Linked DNA regions of Mus musculus: all the other regions are linked to region 4. A link is a contact called in public HiCAR-type and promoter capture Hi-C data. All regions are on one chromosome and are shown on one strand. Each heading gives the region's core, a stretch centred on a gene start, on an enhancer-like site or on the middle of the called end of the contact. The rest is flanking DNA. Distances are from core to core; before and after follow the strand shown.

Region 1 (3,045 bases), core at 311-2,810, 1.9 Mb before region 4:
GTGATAAGGAAGTAAAAATAAGTCAGACTAAAGACAAGTAATATTTTCTCTTGCACAAGGAAACTAGATTTAAAAGAAATTAGAAGTCATGAAATCAAAAGGACAAGAATTTGGGAAGAGGAAAGGGATGAGCAGAGATGGAAGACAAACAGTCAAAGGAAGGAAATGAATACGATCAGATAATTTTGACTGGAAAAGTCCTTAGGAAACCCGCTACTTTGTATAATGAATATACATTAACTCACAGACAAAACAAAAATCCCTATGAGCTTTTCAGCAAATATTACAGTCTCATCTCTTGAACCAAGCCGGGCATGAAACTTAAATAAAACAGTTAACCAAGCTATGGTTCTAATTGACATCAGCTGCACGTGGAAAGAAAACTGACTTTTCAAACAAAATTTCAGGTTATGAGTTTTAACTTACATCTCAGACATCAGGTTTCATGTTGCATGATGTAAGAGGAGAATTACAAGCAAGTGTCACTGTCTGAGTCTCCGGGCCCCTTGTCCATTTTATACTGTGTGAAGCCTTTCATGCACAAGGAGCCAGCACTCTGATGAACCCCTTCCACAGAACTTAAGACAGTGTCATGGGGTAGTTTCCAACCATAGCCTCTCTCATCACATGGTAATTTCTACAGCTGTCTCCATCACTTACAACCAATTGGGTAGCATTACTAAAATCACAGCTCACACCCAAAACAGAGAAACACGGGGATGCAAACCAAACTTTACGTTTACACCCAATCTTAAAGGTAACAACCCAATTCCAACTACTATAAAGAAAAAAAGCATTACCAGCTGACAAATCTGCGGCTTGGCTTCCTTCTTGGAAACCCTAAAATAGAAATAGATAACATTAAACTTTAGCTGCTAGTTCGTAACAATCACGAAAAGGCATAATGATTCTGCTTTAAATGAATACCAAAAAAAAAAAAAATGTCCAATACAGGATAATATCCAGTCAGTGTAAAAAATGAAATTCTGCATGCACAAGGGCAGAGATGATCAGCAGACAAAAGGGTAACAGACAAGAGAGCTCAATGACATCTCTTAAGAAAGGATAAGTCAGAAACTGGCTTTTAACGGCACACCGGGGTTCACCTCTCAGGGCCAACTTTATCTCCCGACCTCCCGTCCTGTTTTTGGAGACCCTTACGCGGCCCTGGCTGGGCTAAGCTGCGATTTCGCGCCTGAGCCCGCGCGTGCTCGGATGACAGGCAGCACGGCCCGCGGTCTCAGCAGGTCCCGGTGCAGAGCGCACCTCCGCAGCGGGGTTCCCGTCCTGCACCGACCGGACCCGGCTCAACTCGGCCGGAACCAGCCCTCCCGGCGGCCCGCGCACCCCGACCTGTCGTAGAAGGGGTGCTCCTCGCCGAAGTCGCGGAGGTGCTTCTTCTGCTTCTTGGTCATGGTGCTGAGCATCTGGCTGCGGCCCCGGTTCCGGCGTTTGCCCATAGCGGAAACGTCAAGCTCGCCACAAACAAACAAACAAAACACAAGGTTCCCAGTGGCAAGTTGTCGCTGTCGCACGTGGGCACGCTGGCTTTACGGCGGAGGCGGGAGCCGTAAAGCAAAGCTGCTTTACGCCCAGAGAGTACGACAGGCGTTACACCCTCTGGTCGCTATACTGCCCCCTGCCGGAGCGCCTCTAGCACATAGGCGTGTCTACGCATGCGTGATCGGAACACCAGCTCCTAGGGCTGCAGGGACTGGCTGTCTTTCCGGGATGGAGTGGCTTGCTTTGTGCTTATCTTTTACCTTTTTTTTTTTTTTTTTTTTCTCCAAAATTGAGGAGGACGAGGTTGGTGGTCCTTTGTCCCTCTCCCAGGAGCTAAGAACTGAACCCAGGACCTTGCACTGGTTTTCAAGCACTAAGCGAAATCCACAACCGCGTGGTTCGCTTTGATATGTCAATGTATGCTAGCAGAAATGGTTGAATGCTACTCAGAAGAATAAGGACCATCGCTTAAGGGTGCCCGCACACCCCACTTAACGGCACACTGTCCAGACGGATCTAGCGAGTCAGTCTGTTGAGAAAGATGCAGACACCGATGCTTAGCAAGAAAGATCATTCATTAGTCTCTGGGAGTATGTGAGGTGATCCTCTCCTGACATTGCTTCTTTAACAAAAGCAGAAACACACAAGATAAAGTAGGATCTTGTATGTGTTATCACCCAAACGAGTGAAACTGTACATTTAAAGTTGATGTGTATTAGCCTGAGTGTGAGTAATAGCCTAAACGGGCCAGGGGCGTTGCTCGCTCATATGTAGGGTGCTTAGCCAAGGTACTTTTCAAATCCTGGGGTTTGATCTTTAACACTGAGCAAAACAAACCCACACAGCAAATAAACTAGTGGTGACTCACACCTGTGATCTCAGTCCCCGGGAGGCCGAGGCAAGAGAATGAAGTGTTAGAGACCTTTACTTAAAAAATAAAATTGAGCCGGGCATGGTGGCACACGCCTTAAATCCCAGCTCTTGGGAAGCAGAGGCTGGCAGATCTCTGTGAATTTGATGTTACCCAGGGAAAATAAAACAAGACCCAACTTCTCTAAATAAACAAAGGAACGAACAAAAATAGCTGAGGCCTGTATTTCAAGGACACACAGCAATAGGTGAGGCTGTTTGACACCACACAAAGACATACTTCCCTTCAAAACTAACCGAGGTTCAATGTAAACAAAGTACTAGCTCCAGCTTAGACTCAAAGCACAACTGGAGACATCGAAACATCTTTCTGTGGAAGAGTAGGGGTTTACTCAGGTCCACCTGTCCGCCCTCTGTTCCAGGGTCATCTACTACTAATAATTAGGGTGGGAGTGGGAAAGCCAGTGGTGGTGGGGGACAACCCCCCCCCCCCAGCAAAAAAGTATCAAAAGCCATGCAAACAGAAAGGGTGGTAGCCAGCACCTGGCCTGGCCTAGGAACTCATTAATAGACATCTGTCTTCTGTCTAGTTGAAAGGTATAGTCACTTAGATAAACAAAAGGCTGTTTGCAAAGTGTCCTCACAGGTTTTATGGCTCTGGTGACCGTGTAA
Region 2 (2,837 bases), core at 259-2,758, 1.7 Mb before region 4:
TCTTAGGAGAGAGAGTGCTTTTGCTCCCACCAGCTGGCTGGGCTTCTTTTTTGCCCCATCCTTCCTCTTTCTCTTCCCTTCTTCCCCACTCTTCCTTCTGTCTTTCTTTCTCTCTGTTCTTCCAACCTCCTCCCCTCCTCTCCTTCCCTTCCCTGTCTCCTCTCCTCCTCACTCTAATATTTAAGCAGAGAGATCAGCCATAGGAATCTCCAGCACAATGGAGTAAAAGACAAATAACTTTTTCTTTGCTCTAGAAATCCACTGGTTCTCTCTCTCTCTCTCTCTCTCTCACTCAAGGTCAGAAATTGATTTATCTTGTGATCCAAAAAATGCTAACTCCTGTACCATGTTTAGAGTTTCACTCTTGTGTGAGTAGAACTGTCTTGTGCCAGGCAGTATTCAAGCCCCAGGTATGAAGCAGGACTAGCCACAGTTCTGGGTGAGAGAGTCATCTCACCTCCCAAGAATTAAATAATGAGATAGAGTATAAAAGGTTTTTATTTCAAAATGCAAAACGATAGTCATTGCAATAATAATAATAACAATAAAAATAACTGTATAAAAAGCCTGTCTCCTTCTCTAATGCAAAGTGATAGCTCCTTGATTGCTCGCACAGCCTAGGGCAAATCACAGTGCGTGCTGCACAGCAGCAAATCAGTCCCAGACCCCTTAGGTGATCTGTGTGGGGTCAGTTCTGGATTCGGTGGCACCTTGAAACAGCATGTGACTCTGTTGCCCACCTGGGTCATGATCTGTGTCTCCCTTCTCTGTCAGTCACCGGCCTTAAGAGGCGTGCTGCCGGAGGGACAGGGCCCGGCTGCACAGGGTCGCCTCCTGTGCCTTGCCTCCTGCCAGCAGGGCCTGCTTGTGGAGGGACTGCTGTTCACACGCTTCCCGCAGCTCCACCACTGCAGCCTCTTGGTCGCGCAGACGGCTGGCGGCTGTGAAAGGGCTGCACACCGTCTCAACTAGGCCGAGCACCACACCGAAGAGCGCCAGCACACTGCCCAGCACGTATAGCTTCACTAGCTTCCCTCGGGGCTTCTGCGCCATCATCTCCTTGGCCAGAGGGATCAGCTCCTGCACACTTTCCATCTGAGCTCTGGGCTGTGGGTGGCTGGGCCTGCAGAGTTAGCAGAGAGGAATGGGGTTGAGTTCGGGTGAGGGAAAGAAGCAGAGAACAGGGAACCCTAAACACAGAAAGGGGGTGGCTGCTGACTAGGGGAACTCGAGCCCAGGGGAGAAGGCAGCTGGGGGAGGGGGTCTGGTGTCTCTTGCCCACCCTCGGTTCCCGGGCCTGGAGGCTCACCTAGGGTGCAGTGGGAAGAGAGGCAGCACTTGCTGGAGAAGGTCAGGCGTCCTTGCGTCAGACTGGCTTTGGCGTTCTTCTTCCCTCAGCTGCTGCTCTTTGGGAGGGACACTCCGCAGCTGCAGCGCTCTGTGAACAGAGTCCTTATATCTTTTGTCCGGGATCCGCCTCCTGGCTCACTGGCCTGAGCCCTGACTGCAGAAAGAGAAGCGGGGCGGGAGTGGCAGCGGGGGGTGGTGGTGGAGGGGGAGGGTGGGGTGGGGTGGGGGTGGGGAGGGGTGGAAAGGAAGAACGGGAGGGGCGCTGCGGGGGACCAGGGAGGTGACCACGAGTAGTGCACGCCCCTGCTGTGTGCGCCCTGAGACCCTAGCCCGCTGGTGCTGCAAAAACTGAAAGCCCAAGGCACCACTTCAGGGTGCAGCTGAAGAGGAGACCACCAGGTGACGGTGTGGCGTGCTTCCCTTACAGGACACACTTTCTAGTCTTGTCTGTTGCTCTGTTCCCTGGCCCAAGCTCCCCTGTAGTCCAGGAGGAACAGAGACAGACCCTAATGAGGGAATCTGGGGTTCGTTTTCGTTCAGAAAGGTCACCTCTCACCAGTCAGGGAGGGTGTGGGTGGAAGGGAAGGCAACAGAGGGAACCTGCAGTGAGCAGGCAAACCAAATCGAAAAACCGTACCTCCAGGGAGTAGAATGTTCTTCCAGAGTGCTGCTTTCTTGGCTGTTAGGTTTTGCTAAGACATGAGAACAGCGGGAACATTGCTAGTTACCTAATAGAAAGATTTTCTTTGAGGGTTTGAGAGTTTCTTCTAATGCATAGAGGTGTGTGTGTGTGTGTGTGTGTGTGTGTGTGTGTGTGAGAGAGAGAGAGAGAGAGAGAGACATGGAGAGGGAGAGGGAGGGGGAGGGGAGGGGAGGGGAGGGGAGGGGGAGGGGGAGAGGGAGGACAATAAATTAGCCTCAGTAAGGTGCTTCCATAGTTATTTCTGTATTACAGGGAATAGTTATTAAACCCAAAGCACATATCTGTAATTCCAGCAAGAGGCAGGAGGATGGTGAGTTTGAGCATAACCTGAATAAACTGAGATTTTGTGTCAGAAATCAAAATATAGAGGGTTATAGATGTGGTTTTGTGGTGGAGTGCTTGCCTAGTATGTGTTAGGCTGTGTGGGTCATATATATTTGTACACAACACACATGCACACACGCACACACAAATTGCCTTCTCTTCTATGTTTACTTGAGAAGTGAAATTGGCGGTAAGCCTTAAAGAAGGCCCGTGGAAAAAATTGTCTGTAATGAAAGTATTTCACCCTCTTACAGTGATTCCATGCCACCCTTCTCAGGTTTGGGAGAGTGTGCCCTTAGAGTGGGGATCCAGGACGGAGGACACTCTCTGGAAGCTGGTTAGATTAAGATTAAATATGATCCCCTGGGTGGGGGTGGGGTGGGCTATAATTTAGCTGTGGCTATCGGTGTACCTGAGTTAACAAAGTAGGGAAAGAGGTAGGCCAAAGGGCTTGAAGCAG
Region 3 (3,087 bases), core at 211-2,710, 1.6 Mb before region 4:
GTGTTCAAATCCTCGTTGTTGAAGCTGGGGAGCAGTGTCTCTTACCTGAGCTGCTCCTGGATCCATCTTAAACCTTTGCCTCCTCAGCCTTCAGGTTTTTCCCAAAGTTTCCGTCATCTTTAAACAGGGCTCTTTTACACACACACACACACACACACACACACACACACATCACAGCAACATGGAAAAGACTGGTGTTCAAATGCTGCCAGGACACAAGGGATGCTGGCTTTATAGCTATATCAGTCACCTTACTTCTCTGAGCTATATACTAAATGGGTTGCAGGGGACCATCTAGCACATCACTGGATGGATTAAAAGCCCATTGCCAGCTGCAAAGCGTGGCAGTATCAGCTATTACTAAGCACTTTGTACTCTGGTTCTCATCCTTGGCACTGGCTTAGCTCAGGTCCACAGGAATGATGGTCCCAGCCCAACCGTGCTCTGTGACCTGGAAAGATTCCTTAACCGAGACAGAACCCGCTTGACCCTCTTGACCCAGCTCAGAGATTTTTCCTCTTGATCAATTTTCTGTTTCCAGAGCAGGAGGCTGGCCAGGCTCACACTGCAGCTGGCCCTGCAACCACCTCCTCTAGTCTCAGGGTTAAAGCTGTGCGTCAAACTTACGTGGAGAGAGGGGCTAGCGTGGGTGGTGAATCCGAACCTACTCTGAATACCCCACAGAGCAACACTGGGCAAGTTTAGACTCCAGGAACAGATGAGCCCCTGGGGAAGGTGAAGGGACCAGCTATGACTGAAAGCTTTAGCTTATGTCTGTGTCCTGCATCTTTATGCAGCAGCCTTGGACCTGGGGTGGGAAGCTGAACCCTGTCTCCGAGACCCTGCTGCAAGGCCTGAGGCCATCTGCCCCCCCAAAAGAGCAGCCACAGGCTATTTACCATGGCCTTTGTATCCACAAGCTATCCATCCCCACCAAAGATGCTAGTGTGGGTGGGGTAAGCCATCTCCTTTGATAGACGAGTTAGGTCCCAGAGGTAAAGGAATGAAGGGTGAGCTAGAAGAGGGGTGCTAAGGAGCTATAGGTCCTGTTACCCCCTCCCATCCCCAGCCATACCCGAGCTCACTGGGCACAATGCTCTCCTATTTCTGTCTCTGCCCGTAAGTACAGAAGGTTCTCCTGGTCCAGCCCAGGAGGAATGATCAGATATCCCCCCCAGGAAGCACCTACTAGGGCCTCATACAGCTTCTCTTTCCATTACAACTTACCCTTGAGACTACAAGAGCCAGGAGAGACTGACAGGGGCTGAAAGGAAGTGAGTCTTCAAACCCTCTCCCTCTCCGTGCCAACAAGATAACCTCCCCAGAGACCAGAGAAGAAACAGGCTGTCTTACCCAGGGGCTCACAAGAAAGGTGCTCCAGTCTGTGATCTTGGCCAGCAAGCCTGCTCCTACAGGTCTGTGAGGATTAGCTGCCCCAGTGCTTTAACAATAAACCCAATTAAAGGGGAGGAATACAGGGGTTTTCTTTCCCAGGACTGTAACCAGGCAGCCTTAAAGGGGAGTAAAAGTAGCTAGAGTGGTTTGTATCTCTCCTTGCTTTTCTGGGCTCTGCTCTTCCTCCCTCCCTCCTAGGGAATTAAAAAAAAAAAAAAAAGCCAAGCTCAGAAAGAACCCTTTAATGCCCGAGTAGCTGTTTACACACTGTGTGTTTGAGGGCACAGCTGTGTTAAATGTTGTCTGCATTGATGTGTGAATAACAGAAAACAACGTGAGATTAAGTTGTGGATTTCCCCCTGAAGTGTAAACAGAAAAAAAGCAGAGAAGCTGTCTGGGACTGCCTGACTCAGTTTCCACTTTACACAGCAGTTGCTGGGTTAGGTGGTCTAAAAGCCCCTTCCCCCAGCCCTGGAACGGATCTGTATCTGCTGAGAAGTGGTCATCCTCGCTGAGCAGTGAGCCTATTATTTTGTCTCCGAAGGAGGAGGGAGAGAAGCCCCTGGTTTGGCAGGTTCTAGCCTAATCTCTGATGCCTCTCCTCTCCTCTCCTCTGGGCCCCCAACCCCATTCTGTCCCCAGTCATAACTCGGGAGACTGCAGGAGACCACTAGACCTCTAGAAATGCCCTGTTCCCTCTGGAACTTCATCTTCATCTCTCTGCCTTGCCCCTTGGCTAGTCTTCTTTTCCCTCTTCAGGTTCCTCGGGCCTCTGACTTCTGGATCTTGTTTTCTCCTTCTCTAGTCTCTCAGTGCTGCCCACCCACGCTCCCATAACCACCTTCATGAGGAACGCTCACCTGAATGTGGCCATATTCTAGCTACCTCCAACCTCACTTTTCTCCTGGAATTTTCCTCCTGAAGGTCAGTATCTATCAACTTCCCAGGAACTCTTCTTGTTTGTGCTGTCCCCAGATCCTGTTAGCCCTTAGACACGTTCGTATGTTCTTCCTAGTTAGCCTTCTATTTTGTGTCACCCCGAAGTGTTGGAAAAATAGCATTTTCATGGCTCCATGACAGGAGCTGTATTAAAAAGCATTATCCCTCTACCCTTGAGCCTGGCCTTGCTGTCTAGGGGTGATCACTTTTGTTACTTCTTACGCATGCCTCTGGCAAACTCATGGATGCCAACAAATAGAATATGTATGCATCTCCTTGTTATGCCTTCTGAAGTCTCTTGTTCTAGTCTACTTCCTGTCTCTGTGATAGACACCTTGACTAAAAGCATCATGGGACAGGAAGGGCTTATTTGAATTACACAGTTCTGATTACAGTCCATCACTGAGGAAAGTAAAGGCAGAACTTCAAGAGGAGCTGAAGTGAGACCTGGAGGGGTGCTGCTTACTGGCTTGCTCCCCTTGGCTTGCTCAGCTTGCCTTCTTATACATCCCAGGACCACTTGGCTGTCAACCCAGAGGTGGCTCCACCTTCAATGGGCTGGACTTGCCCAGTGCCTATCATCAATCAGACAATGTCCTCCAGACACGCCCAAAGGGCAATCTGATGGAGGCAGCTCCTCACCTGAGATTCTTTCTTCCCAAGCAACTCCAGTTTGTGTCAAGTTGATGAAATCTAACTAGCATAAGATTTACTTCTGCGACATTATTCCAGACTGTCCTGGTCTGTGAGATA
Region 4 (3,101 bases), core at 541-3,040:
TGATGGCTGAAATATTAGCCAGGGTGGTTGTGTAAAGGCTGTATAGGATAGTTGGTATAGAAGAGGTGGTTGCCTGACCTCTTGTTCATCTTTCTGAAAGTTGCAAGATGCATTTTATGAATCAGCTTATTGCCTCAGGACCCAAACACATCTAAAACATCTAGCTAGAGGCTGGTGTAGAAAACATTTATATATATAATAAGTTATATATATAATAGTTGGAACATGAGCCTTGTTGAATGTGTCTGGTTATGTAGGGTTCATTGGGTTAGTATCTGAGCTATTCTTTGTAGCATTGTCAGGAAAGGGGATGTTAGAAGCTGTGCTTTGCTGCTAAGAGTTGTCACTACCCTAAAGTAACTTGTACCTGGCTCTGAAGCATCAGTGGAACTTTCCTCATAAGAGTTTCCAGGTATGTGGATGTGTTAAAGTATTGCTCAAGGACTGGGGGTTCATCTGGTTACCCATCCTAGGGAAGAAACAGGTATTGGCTATGTTAGGTCTAGGCTTGGCCATCATTCTGTTGTCTTTTTTGTTGTCAGAAGGATCTTGGGAAGAAATGACTCAGCAACAAATCTTAGATGTGTGGCCTTCCTGCCTTTGGGGAAGTAATTGAACATACCTAACTAGATTCTAAAATTTTAAACACTGAATGAATAGACGTACATTACTCTGGATTTCTTCAGGCTGCTGTTTGGTTTATTCTTTAAAATACCTGATCTGATAGAAGGATCTCATTTGTGGAGTTAGCAAAAAAAATGTTTTAATTATGCTTTTTAGCCTTAGGAAATTCAGGATTTAAAAGTCCTGATTTCATGCCCCAAAACAAAACAAACAAACAAGCAAAATGAACAAAAAAAAGAGATGAAATAAAAAGGCAAAAATAATGTCAGAAAAATAATGTCTGGGCACCATGATTATAATTTTGGACTTGTCGTGACAGAAAGAGTTAATGAAATGGTGGTCTCATGGTGAGGACTATTTTAGCCTATGGCTAGGAGAAGCCCATATGGCTCAAGAAAAGATGATGCAATATTTAGTTAAGGACAGCCCTGGTTGATTTGAGCCCTGGGAGCTGCCATTCAAAGAGTTAAAGCTAGTCTTATTCCCATGAATCTCAAAGTGAAGAAGAAAGGCTGCAGAAATAGGGACCTGTGTGTTACGGAGCTGTTAGGTAAGAAAAAGAAAGAAAGAAAGGAAAAAAAAAAAAACCAGGCTAAAATGTGTGGCCAAGAAAACAGAATGTAGGTCCAACTTTTTTTTTTCCTTGTTTGACCAGCCTTGGCACTGCCCTCTGCCTCTCCAGAGGGAAAGCTGCAGTTCTGCTTCTGCAACACAAGGAGCAGACTGGAGAATTTAGATCTGCGTCACAGCGCTCAGAGAGAGAGAGAGAGAGAGAGAGAGAGAGAGAGAGAGAGAGAGAGAGAGAGAGAGAGAGAGAGAGAGAGAGGAGGGGGAGAGGGGAGAGAGACAGAGGAGAGAGAGGGATAGAAGAGAGAGGGGGGAGGAGACAGGAGAAGGGGGGGAGAGAGAGAGAAGGAGAGAGAGAGCCAGCATGAGCATACAAGCTGTCGATAGGTCTGCTAGCAGCAGCCGTGCTGCAGCGGAGAGAAAAATCAAGAAACAAGTCATAGCAACACTGGGCACCAGGTTCTGCCAAGCGTTCAGAAATCTGTTGGGTGTCCAGAGGCCTCTGGGTAGCCTAGGCTAAGATGTCACGCAAGGTGGCACAGGCAGTTCCCATGGGGAGTACGTGGGAACGGGTGGGGGCAGGAGTGAGTACAAGAGTTGGTAGGGTGGCAGTGGAAGGCTTAATCAGAGTGGATTCTGGAACATTCAGGACTGCGGCACCTTGTATCTGGACAGGGATTTGGGACTGTGCAGGAGACGACTGGTGGTCCAGTGTGGCTTAAGGACTTGATGGCGTAACCCACTTCTTCCACGTATGTATTTCTTGTGATAAGGGCAATGTCTAGGGTATGTGGGTGCTGTTTTTCTTACCTTCTTTCTTGCCTTTTGCTGTCTTTTTCCCTTGGAGGTTTATTTTATTTTATTTTTACTTTAATTTCTTCTCCCTTAGTGTCATCTATTTAAGTCTGACCAGGATAGAGGAGAGGAGTGAACCATCCCCGGCTTCCCACTTAACCTTTCACCCTTTACCCTGTTTTCTGTTGGTGGATGGAGAGACTGGTTTTCCAGGTTGTTTGGGTGTCAGTGTCCATCTGTGCAGGCTTATGGGAAAGGAAGAGAGTGAGAAGTGACAAGAAGCAGGCAAGAGGGACTGTTTTTCCAGGCATTCTCTTATTAAAACGTCTAGTTGTGGGCATCTGGGGTGGTGGAAGAGCATCGGCATAGGGTAGGGTGTGGGCTGAGAGAAGTGGGGTGATGCTGGGAGGTTGTCACTGCGTAGTTGAGAAAAGTGGGGAATGATGACGCAGTCACTGTTGCATCTTGTTAGGAGCTCTGTGGAGACAGGTAGTGAAGCTCCTGGGATCTGTGGGACCAGCAGAAGGGTTAAAGATGAGTCTAGGTGGGAAGCTAACATTTAGAGATTAAATGTCATCCTTTTGGCGTTGGAAAGTTGTTTACCTTGCTTTCTCTGTGTCTCCATGTTGGCTCCCTTCCAGTTCACATGTGATGGCCTTCCCTGTACTGCTGCATCATTAACTAAGTGACTGAGCTGGCCTTCCATTGGCCAGGGGAGGGCTCTTATTTCAGACACTTCCTCTCATTGGTGGGAGGGCCAATGGCAGGTGAAAACCTCTTTTTGATTGGCTAAGGACAGAGTATCAAATCTGAATTTGCATTTCACTTGCTTAAAGGGGAGGGAGAGAAGCCCAGCAGCTTCTAAAATCTCTTTTAGGGGTGTGCGTAGGTGAGTCTGCCTGCTTCAGACTGCCCAACTGAAGCGTCTTCCTTTACCTTTTTTTAAATTTCAGGAACTATGAGGAAGAGCTTAAAATGCCTCAAACTTTTTTTTTTTTTTTTGGAGGGAGGAGACTGGGGAGATGGATTTGAAGAGGATTGAACAAATTGGAAGAAAATATTTGTCCTCTGCTTTGGTGTCAGAAAAGGGAATTTTCCAATCTGCCACACCTCAG

Evidence for each region. Promoter capture Hi-C pulls out the DNA fragments that hold promoters and counts their contacts. HiCAR-type assays count read pairs that join an accessible place to other places.
Region 1: a contact with region 4 is called in a HiCAR-type map of astrocytes, with 5 times the contacts expected there. The contact joins the promoter of Utp25 here to the promoter of A330023F24Rik in region 4. A contact is called at or near these places in 1 of 39 promoter capture datasets (hippocampal neurons) and 1 of 115 datasets of contacts at active chromatin or transcription factors (astrocytes).
Region 2: a contact with region 4 is called in a HiCAR-type map of astrocytes, with 5 times the contacts expected there. The contact joins the promoter of G0s2 here to the promoter of A330023F24Rik in region 4. A contact is called at or near these places in 2 of 39 promoter capture datasets (hippocampal neurons and liver) and 1 of 115 datasets of contacts at active chromatin or transcription factors (astrocytes).
Region 3: a contact with region 4 is called in a promoter capture Hi-C map of hippocampal neurons, with 10 times the contacts expected there. The contact joins the promoter of Camk1g here to the promoter of A330023F24Rik in region 4. A contact is called at or near these places in 3 of 39 promoter capture datasets (3T3-L1-derived adipocytes, hippocampal neurons and liver) and 2 of 115 datasets of contacts at active chromatin or transcription factors (astrocytes and large pre-B cells).

The regions. Positions count from the first base shown.
Region 1 is chr1:193,128,691-193,131,735 of GRCm38.p6, forward strand. It overlaps Utp25 (UTP25 small subunit processome component), which reads right to left and starts at 1,561. Exons shown (of 12, transcript NM_145415.2): 1 at 1,354-1,561; 2 at 801-840. The coding sequence starts at 1,460.
Region 2 is chr1:193,271,680-193,274,516 of GRCm38.p6, forward strand. It overlaps G0s2 (G0/G1 switch gene 2), which reads right to left and starts at 1,509. Exons shown (of 2, transcript NM_008059.3): 1 at 1,310-1,509; 2 at 481-1,123. The coding sequence starts at 1,095. The coding sequence ends at 784.
Region 3 is chr1:193,368,822-193,371,908 of GRCm38.p6, forward strand. It overlaps Camk1g (calcium/calmodulin-dependent protein kinase I gamma), which reads right to left and starts at 1,461. Exons shown (of 13, transcript NM_144817.2): 1 at 1,354-1,461.
Region 4 is chr1:195,015,609-195,018,709 of GRCm38.p6, forward strand. A330023F24Rik (RIKEN cDNA A330023F24 gene) reads left to right here and starts at 1,791. Exons shown (of 8, transcript NR_015566.2): 1 at 1,791-1,943; 2 at 2,993-3,101.